Linked DNA regions of Sus scrofa: region 2 is linked to region 1. The links are chromatin contacts, called in public HiChIP or PLAC-seq maps. All regions are on one chromosome and are shown on one strand. Each heading gives the region's core, a stretch centred on a gene start, on an enhancer-like site or on the middle of the called end of the contact. The rest is flanking DNA. Distances are from core to core; before and after follow the strand shown. Region 1 overlaps CCDC6 (coiled-coil domain-containing protein 6). Region 2 overlaps ANK3 (ankyrin-3).

The links. HiChIP or PLAC-seq counts read pairs in DNA pulled down with a chosen protein or histone mark.
Region 2: a contact with region 1 is called in an H3K27ac HiChIP or PLAC-seq map of skeletal muscle, with 6 times the contacts expected there. The contact joins two enhancer-like sites. A contact is called at or near these places in 2 of 47 Hi-C or Micro-C datasets (embryonic fibroblasts and epiblast stem cells) and 1 of 2 datasets of contacts at active chromatin or transcription factors (skeletal muscle).

The regions. Positions count from the first base shown.
Region 1 is chr14:63,227,925-63,232,331 of Sscrofa11.1, forward strand. The region is part of intron 2 of CCDC6 (coiled-coil domain-containing protein 6); the gene reads right to left. Among named protein-coding and RNA genes, the nearest start is that of CCDC6, 70 kb to the right of the region's middle. Within about 2 kb of position 3,012, at least 8 of the 83 cell types and tissues checked have an H3K27ac peak or open chromatin away from gene starts, as enhancers often do. A contact at or near this core is called in skeletal muscle, where this site is marked.
Region 2 is chr14:63,590,120-63,594,476 of Sscrofa11.1, forward strand. It overlaps ANK3 (ankyrin-3), which reads right to left. Exons shown (of 47, transcript XM_005671012.3): 11 at 1,904-2,002. Among named protein-coding and RNA genes, the nearest start is that of ANK3, 220 kb to the right of the region's middle. Within about 2 kb of position 1,417, at least 8 of the 83 cell types and tissues checked have an H3K27ac peak or open chromatin away from gene starts, as enhancers often do. A contact at or near this core is called in skeletal muscle, where this site is marked.

The DNA of each region.
Region 1 (4,407 bases), core at 1,762-4,261:
CCGAGTCACACGGCTCATAATGGGAAGCTCCTGAGTTGAAACACAAGCTTTTGCCTTCCAAGCCTGTGTCCTTACCTCTGATGTGAGCTGATCCTCAAGCGCCTGGGTACATTCTCAATCACCCTCACAGCACTACAAGCTCTACGAACTGTAGTGACCAGGACTTACTCAATTCTACCCCAGAACATCTAGACGCCTGATCTATGCAAATATTGACTGGATAAATGGTAATAACCTCACTTGCTACAGACTGTTTTCCCCTCGATTAAGTCTCCGGATGAAAACATCACAATTTATCCACTCTACAGATGATGAATACTTAGGTCATCTCTAGTTTTTCACCATTATGAACAATGCCACAAAGAACATTCTCCTACACATCTGGTGCACATATGCAAACCATTATCAAATATATTCAAGAGTGGAACTGCTGGGTTAAGGACAAAGACTATTTCCAACTTCATTAGGTAATGCCAAATTATTTTTAAAACAGAATAAAACCATTTCCATCCTCTGATGGTATGCATGAGAATTCTCTAGTAATATCTTTTTGCAGTTTATTTCACTTTCCTGATTACTAATTGGGTTGTGTACCTTTCCTTTCCCTTTTTTGGTCCACACCCATGGGATGCAGAAGTTCCCGGGCTAGGGATCAAACCTGTACCACCAAGTCACTGCAATGACAATGCCAGATTCTTAACCCTACTGCACCACACTGAAACTCCTGTGTATCTTTTCATATGGTGACTGGCCATTTAGCCATCTGCTTCCATGAAGAGCCAGTTTAAGCCACTTGCCTGTTTTTCTTACTGATTTGTAGTTTTACTGTGGTTACATATGTTGACAATATCTTCTTCCATGCTGTGATTGTCCCTGCATTCTCCCTATATGATTTCCTATGATGTACTCTGCCTCAGGCTTCCCTTCCACTCAATACCTAAAGGGCTAAGCTGAGTTTCCTAAATTCCCAATAGCATCATGCTGCTGAAAGCATTAACCTTTAAAGAAATCTGGTTAGAAGGAAGATTTTTAAAAACATGCTCCACAAATAAGATAAAGAAGTCCTTTAGGCTCTGGAGTCAACCTGCAAAACAAACAAACAAAAAAATAAAACAAACAAAAACAAAAAAAAAAACTGTTTTGTAAAAACTAGCCCTTCCTTCTTTGAGAAACAGTATTTAAGCCAAAGAAAGAATTCATCCTAAGCCAAGACCTCATGGTAAATTAAAATAAAAAGCCACATCTTTCTTACCGAGTTTATGAATACAGAGGAAAAAGGAAAGTAAAGATAATCAGCAACAGGATAAGACTCTATATTTTAAGGTAACTACTAATTGGGCTGACTGTTCTGAAAAGGAAAAAAAAAAAAAAAAAAACTACCCAAGAAATTCAAACATCACAACATTTATAACTGCAAATTTTGACATCATTTGAAAAGCTTTTCCAGGAGTTCCCGTCTTGGCGCAGTGGTTAACAAATCCAACTAGGAACCATGAGGGTGCGGGTTCAATCCCTGGCCTTGCTCAATGGGTTAAGGATCCAGTGTTTCCATGAGCTGTGGTGTAGGTTGCAGAAGCAGCTGGGATCCCACGTTGCTGTGGCTCTGGCGTAGGCTGGCAGCTACAGCTCCAATTCGACCCCTAGCCTGGGAATCTCCATATGCTACAGGAACGGCCCTAGAAAAGGCAAAAAGACGAGGGGAAAAAAAAAAAAGAAAAGCTTTTCCAGTGACAGCTGATGTCCATTTACAAGTGGAACCAAACATCCTTTAATAGCCAAGATTTACCTCTTCAACTAAAATGGATAAGGGTTATCTCCCCTACCCTGCTGAATAAAGCAACCGCGCTCCAGCTTCATCTCATTATTTTTAATTTCCTTTTCCTCCTACCTTTACTTTCTACCTGCATTTTCCCAAATTTTGTCAAAGACAGCCTAGGAAGCTTCTAACCCCCTACTCTTGCTCTTACATTTTGAGGGGGTCCAGGCTGGCATATAACTCCAGCCACAATGGCAACACACACTGTGGGAAAAACTCAGTGATACCCTAAGACTAAAAAACTGTGTCCAGTTTATTGTATTTTCTAATCATAATGCAAATTACATTGGACAGAGAGATTTCTGGCATGCTACTAAGAGGAAAATTCTGGCTTATAATTTGGCCTCTGGTGGTTGCAGCATTTAAAATGCAATAAAAACATTCCAGAAGCCTTTTGCAGATGTATCCTGAACACAATGCATAAGCCCCTTGCTCCACAAAAAGAAACAGAGAACACAGAAAGCTGAGGTTTGGAGAATCTGGAATGAAAAGCAACAATAAAAACAACAGCAACAAAAACCCCAACTTTGCCTCCAAATGTGCTGTTAGCTATCAGCTGACAGCAAATTTTTTCTGATTAGCATTAATAGCTCTGAAAAACTAAAAGGTTTTTCCCGGTTGAGCCACCTTGATGAAGAAGAACGTATTTCAAGGTCTCTCCGCCCCTGCCATGGAGAGAAATGAATTTTCACCTGAATGGATGCAATGGTGCAGTGTAAGCCTTGGTGTCTTTCAAATGAACTAGCCAGTTTCATACATATTTATCACCCTGACACGTGATTCTGCTGCCTGCACAAACAAATTCACTTCACTGCCACCTCGGTGACATGGAGAACCTGGGGTCAAAAGGGCGGCCTCAGATGCCAGTGCACATGCCTGAGAAGGAACCTGAGAGACCAGACTCACTTCTAAGGCCTGTACACTTGCCTGCTGCCCAGAGACACAGCCACGCAGGGGTCAGGGAAGTGCAAGCTCCAGAAAAAACCTGAATCCACTGGGATGGTATTGCAAGGAGAACCAACTGCTCCAGAATTGAGGGGAGGAAGGGAGAAGGTAAATTTGTCTAAATGAATAGGCAGATTTGGAGACTTACTGCAATCCCTTCTCTGGGTTCCATTCCTATGCAAAGGGAGATGGAAGAATAAAGCTGTTTCCTGACAGCCTTCTGAACAGCTCGGCTACAAATCACTTGGCAGTGGCTTTTGCCCACAACTTCCTTCCTCTCCTCCACGTAACATCTTGCCATAGATGCGAGACAACTTCAACTGCTTTAAAAATTCCAGGAGTCATCACCTCAGGGGCCAAATCGATAACAATAAAAAATAAGCCCTGCCACACTGAACAAGAGACTCAGATAACTTTCATCCTTAAGTGCTTTCAGTCATCAATAAGCATGTGCCTCCCCCATAAGGAAATGAGTACAGTAATTTCTATTATAGCTCTAGCAGCATTATTTTCTGAAGGCCAGATCCAAATTCAAGTGTGAAGCAAAGGACAAACCTACGAACCTATTTGTTATTTTAGGTCTAAAATTTGGAAACTGGGTTAGAGGGAAAAGATTCAGAGGAGTAAGTAACACCTGGTTCTCTTATCTCAACCCTGTTCCATGGTTTTCAAAACAGAAAAAGTACTCGTTCACTTTTGGCAGTGGTATTGGTGGAGAAGAGTGCCAAGCAACCACTGAACAAGGGCTCCCAAGAGCAGGAAGTGAACCTGATGCCTCAGGCTTACATAAAAGCAAGTGAGCAAATCCCTAATTGCCAAAACCATTCTTAATCTCAGCAACACCAGGTCTTCCAGTTGGCCCTGGTGGTTGGTGGTTAACAGTTAGCCAGAGGATATAGGGATTTTTAAAAAAGTGATTTTAGGATGGGGGGGGGGGGCAGTGGAATGAATCCTATCAAGACTGACAAGACAGCTAAGCTAGTAAGCTAGTCATGAGAGCCTTCTGGCTTCGCTAGTTCTCAATGATCTGGGCGGTCCCGAACCTTGCCTCGCAGCAAATGGGCCTGACTCTGCAGGAGGCTCCTGTGCCCTGCTGTCCATGACAAATATGCAACTATGACGATAAAACTGAGCAGGAGCTTCCTAAGCATGGATGTCCCATCTCACCTCAGACCCCACCGTGTCCTCTGCCTCTTGTTTTCAAAAAAGCTTTAGCCTCTGAGGCCTTCTCTGAGTTCCAAAGAGCAAATTTAACCAGAGAAGTGAGGAAAACAGTCAAGCAAGACAAAATTTAGACATAAAACAAAGCAAGGACCTTTAGTTCCTCCTCTAGGGCTGTAAATAATATCCTGAGCCATATCCTTGAGCTGTTTTGCAGATACTAAAACCCCCACCAGGTGGAAGAAGTTAGCTGCTTGTGGATCACCAGCATGGGCACCTCAGACTGGTTGGAAACTGAAGGTTGATGACTGAGATTAAATGTCACCATTATCTCACCATCAACCAATTAGAGAGTGTGCACCAGTGGATCACACAGGCTGTGACTTTCCTTCCCCTCATATTGTCTTTAAAAATTCTTCCAAAGCCATCAGGGAGTTCAGGTCTTTTAAGCATGAGCTGCCCATTCTCCCTGCTTGGTGCCACTG
Region 2 (4,357 bases), core at 167-2,666, 360 kb after region 1:
AATAGGGAAAAGAACTGTGTTCTAATTTGATGCCTTTTCCCATCAGCAGGGGGCGTGGGCGGGACGTGGTCTGCACCGCCTTTCCAAGCTCTCAGGGAGCACAGAGCTGGCAGTGGAACCTTCTTGTCACAGGAGGCATCTCTGCACCTGTATTGAGACACCACTCAGAAATCTCCTTTTATTTCAGAGCCCATTCTGGTCTTTAAAAAAGGGTTGCTGTGCATGAAGAATAAAGTTATTATTTTACATTGAGAATAACTGGGTGGGAGTTCCCATTGTGGTACAGCAGAAATGAATCTGACTAGGAACCATGAGATTGTGGGTTTGACCTCTGGCCTCGCTCAGTGGATTAAGGTTCTGGCGTTGCCATGAGCTGTGGTATAGGTTGCAGACACGGCTTGGCTCCTGCACTGCTGTGTGCTGTTGTGTAGGCTGGCAGGTCTGGCTCCAATTGTACCCCTAGCCTGGGAACCTCCATATGCTGTGGATAGGGCCCTAAAAAGCAAAAAAAAAAAAAAAAAACCAAAAAAACCCCCCAAAAAAACAAACAAAAAAAAACACCACCACCACCACCACCAACAAAAAACCAGAAAAGGAATAACTGGGTGCCTACTATGAAGCCAGAAGACTCCTAAAAGAGGGAATCAGTATTAGTAATTCCATCATTTAGTATTTCAATGTTATAAGTGTTAGAAGTCACAGCAAATATTTCATTTTCAGGTAAGAAATTGAGGCAAAGCAATCAACAAAGATTAGACTAGAGCTTAGTGTTTATATTTGCTTTAAATCCTATAGTCTTTATGGATACAGTCAACAAATCTTTACTGAATGATCTGTTGTGGGATCTACTGGGTTGTGGGTATATTAAGACCAATAAGACCTGGGCCTGCCTTGATAGAGCCTGTGATTTCTTCTGGGAGAGCAGGGGGAACGGCTGGGTCACAAGCAATCTGGCTGGACAGGAGCTTAAGGGAAATATGCACAGAATGAGGTGATGGTTCCTCAGAGAAGCTCCTGAACCAGGACAAGGGTTAGGGAGAATTCCTGGAGAAGGTGGCCCCAGATGTGGTCCCAAAAGTCATGCAGAACCAGGCCGGAAAGGTGGTGTAACACATGGAGGGTGCAGAGACATGGAGTGACCAAAAAGGGAGTCCAGTCTGGGGAAGTGCCAATGATTAGAGTCCATTGGGACCAGGGTGTTTGGGGGTAGGTGGGGGAGGGGTGAGTGTGGAGGGTGGAGGCCAGGCTCGGTTTGCTGTGGTACCAGCTCAGCCCTGATCCCGGTGGATCACTTTGCTGAGTTCCCTGTCAGTGTGCACAAAAGAAACCCACAGCTAGTCCTTTACTAACCTGGGCAACCCCGTGTTGCCTTAATTCTGGGCTTTTCCCCAGCGCAGTCCCCGCTTCACAAACACACGGAGGTTATGTTATATAGAGTTTCTTAACTGGCATGTGTGACCTTCTGAGCCAGTTGTGGGAGGCTGGACTGCACACCATAAAATGGTCAGTAGCGTCTCTGGCTTCCATCCACTAGATGCCAGTAGCACCATCCAGTTGTGCAACTAGAATATTTTCAGACATGGCCAAATGCCACTCCCAAATACAGCATTACAGGATTTGAGAAGCACTGCATTACAGGATTTCATAAAAATTATGCTTTTTCTCACATAAACTATCCCTTGATCATGGCATACAGGTCTAGGTTATACTTCTAGTCACAAGAAGATGTGTTTGTACTCTCTCGCCCCGACTTATCTGCCCTCCTTAGGACGGATGGCCCCTTAGGCAAAGGGTTCAGAAAGTAGTCTGACAACCACAGACAGCAAAACTAGTTTGTCAGTTTGTGGCTGGTGAGGCTATCTTCCCAGCACATGGGGAACCTCAGAAACCCTCCACTTCTCACCTCGGTTACGGCTTGGATGGATGCACCGTGTTTCAGTAGGAGTTCCATGACTTTAATTCGGTTTTTCTTGCAGGCGATATGAAGAGGGGTAAAGCCATTCTGCAAGAGAAAAAGATATGCGGGTTCCATTACATTCCACCAAGATCCTCTTCCACTGGACACGGTAAAATCGATTTGCTAAAGTAAGGTTCGGCCAAGAACTGGAAATGAGCAGAAACGACGAGGATTTAAACCAAATGTTGATTCTTGTTTGGAAGCAGAGATGGCCTACCTGCTCCCAGGAACCCAAGGTGCCCTGCTAATCACAAACAGGAGGCAAACGTTGGTGACAATCTCCTGGTAGCTAAAGCAAAAGGCCGTGCATTTTCTTAGACTATTTTATTCTGGAATTCACTCTGAAATAATTGGTCCTTCCTCTAGTTCCTTTCAAACACAGACTAAAAACAGCTGGGCCAAACTTTTGCTCTCACCGCCAAAACTTCACCAATGCCTATTCTGACTTCTCTGCTGCATTTTAGGACAACTATTCAATCAGAGCTTAAATACTGTGATTTCTTCCAAGTGTTACGATTAACTTCTTAAGATGGACACTTAAGGAGTTCCCATTGTGGTGCAGTGGAAACAAATCTATTATCCATGAGAATGTGGGTTCAATCCCTGGCCTCTTTACTCTATCCTCTTTTGGGTTGGGGATCTCGCTTTGCTGTGGCCGTGGTGTTGGCCGGCAGCTGCAGCTCCAATTCGACCCCTAGCCTGGGAACTTTCATGTGCCGATAGTGTGGCCCTAAAAAGAAAGAAGAGAAAAAAAAGATTGACAGTTAAGATTTTTTCTAGGCGTTCCCATCGTGGCTCAGTGGAAATGAATCTGACTAGCATCCATGAGGATGCAGGTTTGATCCCTGGCCCTGTTCAGTGGGTTAAGGATCCAGCATTGCCATGAGCTGTGTTGTAGGTCACAGACATGGCTCGGATCTCACGTTGCTGTGACTGTGGTGTAGGCCAGCAGCTACAGCTCTGATTCAGTCCTTAGCCTGGGAAGCTCCATATGCCATAGGTACAACCCTAAAAAGAAAAAAAAAAAGATTTTTTTTTTTCTAAGTGTGAAGTAGTTGCTTATGTCAAGGAAACAGAAAGTTAAATAACTCAACACTATTTGGATTATTGGGTTGAATATTTCACCCAATAAAAGAATCTGCTTTTAAACAAATTATCTACCAAATTGGATTGCCTGCTAACTGAGACCATGGAGCCTATTTGAGTTGCCACGGACAACTATAGAACAACAGGGTCCACTATGAAAGCTTAGGTCAAAGTTACTGCAGGTTCTTCTGTGGCTGTTTTAAGACCATTTGCCAGGCCATAGTCCATTCCAGATGACCAGCTACATACAACCTCCATGACCTCCTAAGGTTGTGAAATCTTCAGAGTCAGCGGGAAATGAAGTTGACAGCCCACACCCTGTTTTAAGGCTTTCTTTCTTGCATGGAAAAATGAGTCATGACTGTTCATTTCTTTTCCTCCTTTCAAGTCAGGATCCAATCTATGTCTGATATTCCAGGCTGATCAACAGCTCTTGAAATGCTACTCTGGGAAAAGCTTTTAGAATTTCAGTGGAAGCTTCCTAGGGTCTTCAGTGCTCCTCTCTGCCCTCCCTCTCCTTCCCACTCCAATTCTCAGAGCCCTCGGAGCCCCAAGGGCACTGGGGACCCATGCTGCTAGGGTGACCCCATCAGCTGCAGGGGAGCAGAGACCCTTCCTAAAAGGCTTGATCACATGACAGCCTATACTGCCAAATTGTTAGTAAACACACACACATTTTCCCTAGCACTTGGGGACATATTTTTTTCCATGTAAACCTATGTTTACGTGGGTGCTTATACTGAACTGAATCCAAAGAGCCCACTAAATTGCAGCCATTTATTTTTCTAAAGACAACAAACACCATCTCATTATGAAAATCAAACTATGTAGTACAGCTGAGGATTAAAACAGCAACTCATTGTAGGAATTAAGAATACAAACCATCGGATCTGATGTGGCTGTGGCATAGCCACAGCAGCTCAGATTTGACCCCTAGCTTGGAAACTTCTATATGCTGCATGCGTGGCTGTTAAAAAAAAAAAAAAAAAAAAAAAAAGACTACAAACCAGACCCAACTTTGTATTATAAGGAAAAAGAGAGGACAGGTACTATTTCATTAACTTACATGGTTAATGTACCATCAAATTTCAGCTCACAAATTCCTAGACCTCTCATGTTCAAGATAAAGATTTTTGGTTATTTTGCCTCATATTTTTAGATCTCAGAAAAAACTTTTAATTCACAGAGTGATAGATTTACCTACCAGAAGATAAGGTGACTGCCTCCATAGTTTTACACTTGAACAGTCTTTGGGCTTCATTTACATAAGAAAATCAGGAGCGTGACATTATGGTTAATGATTTAGCCTCACCA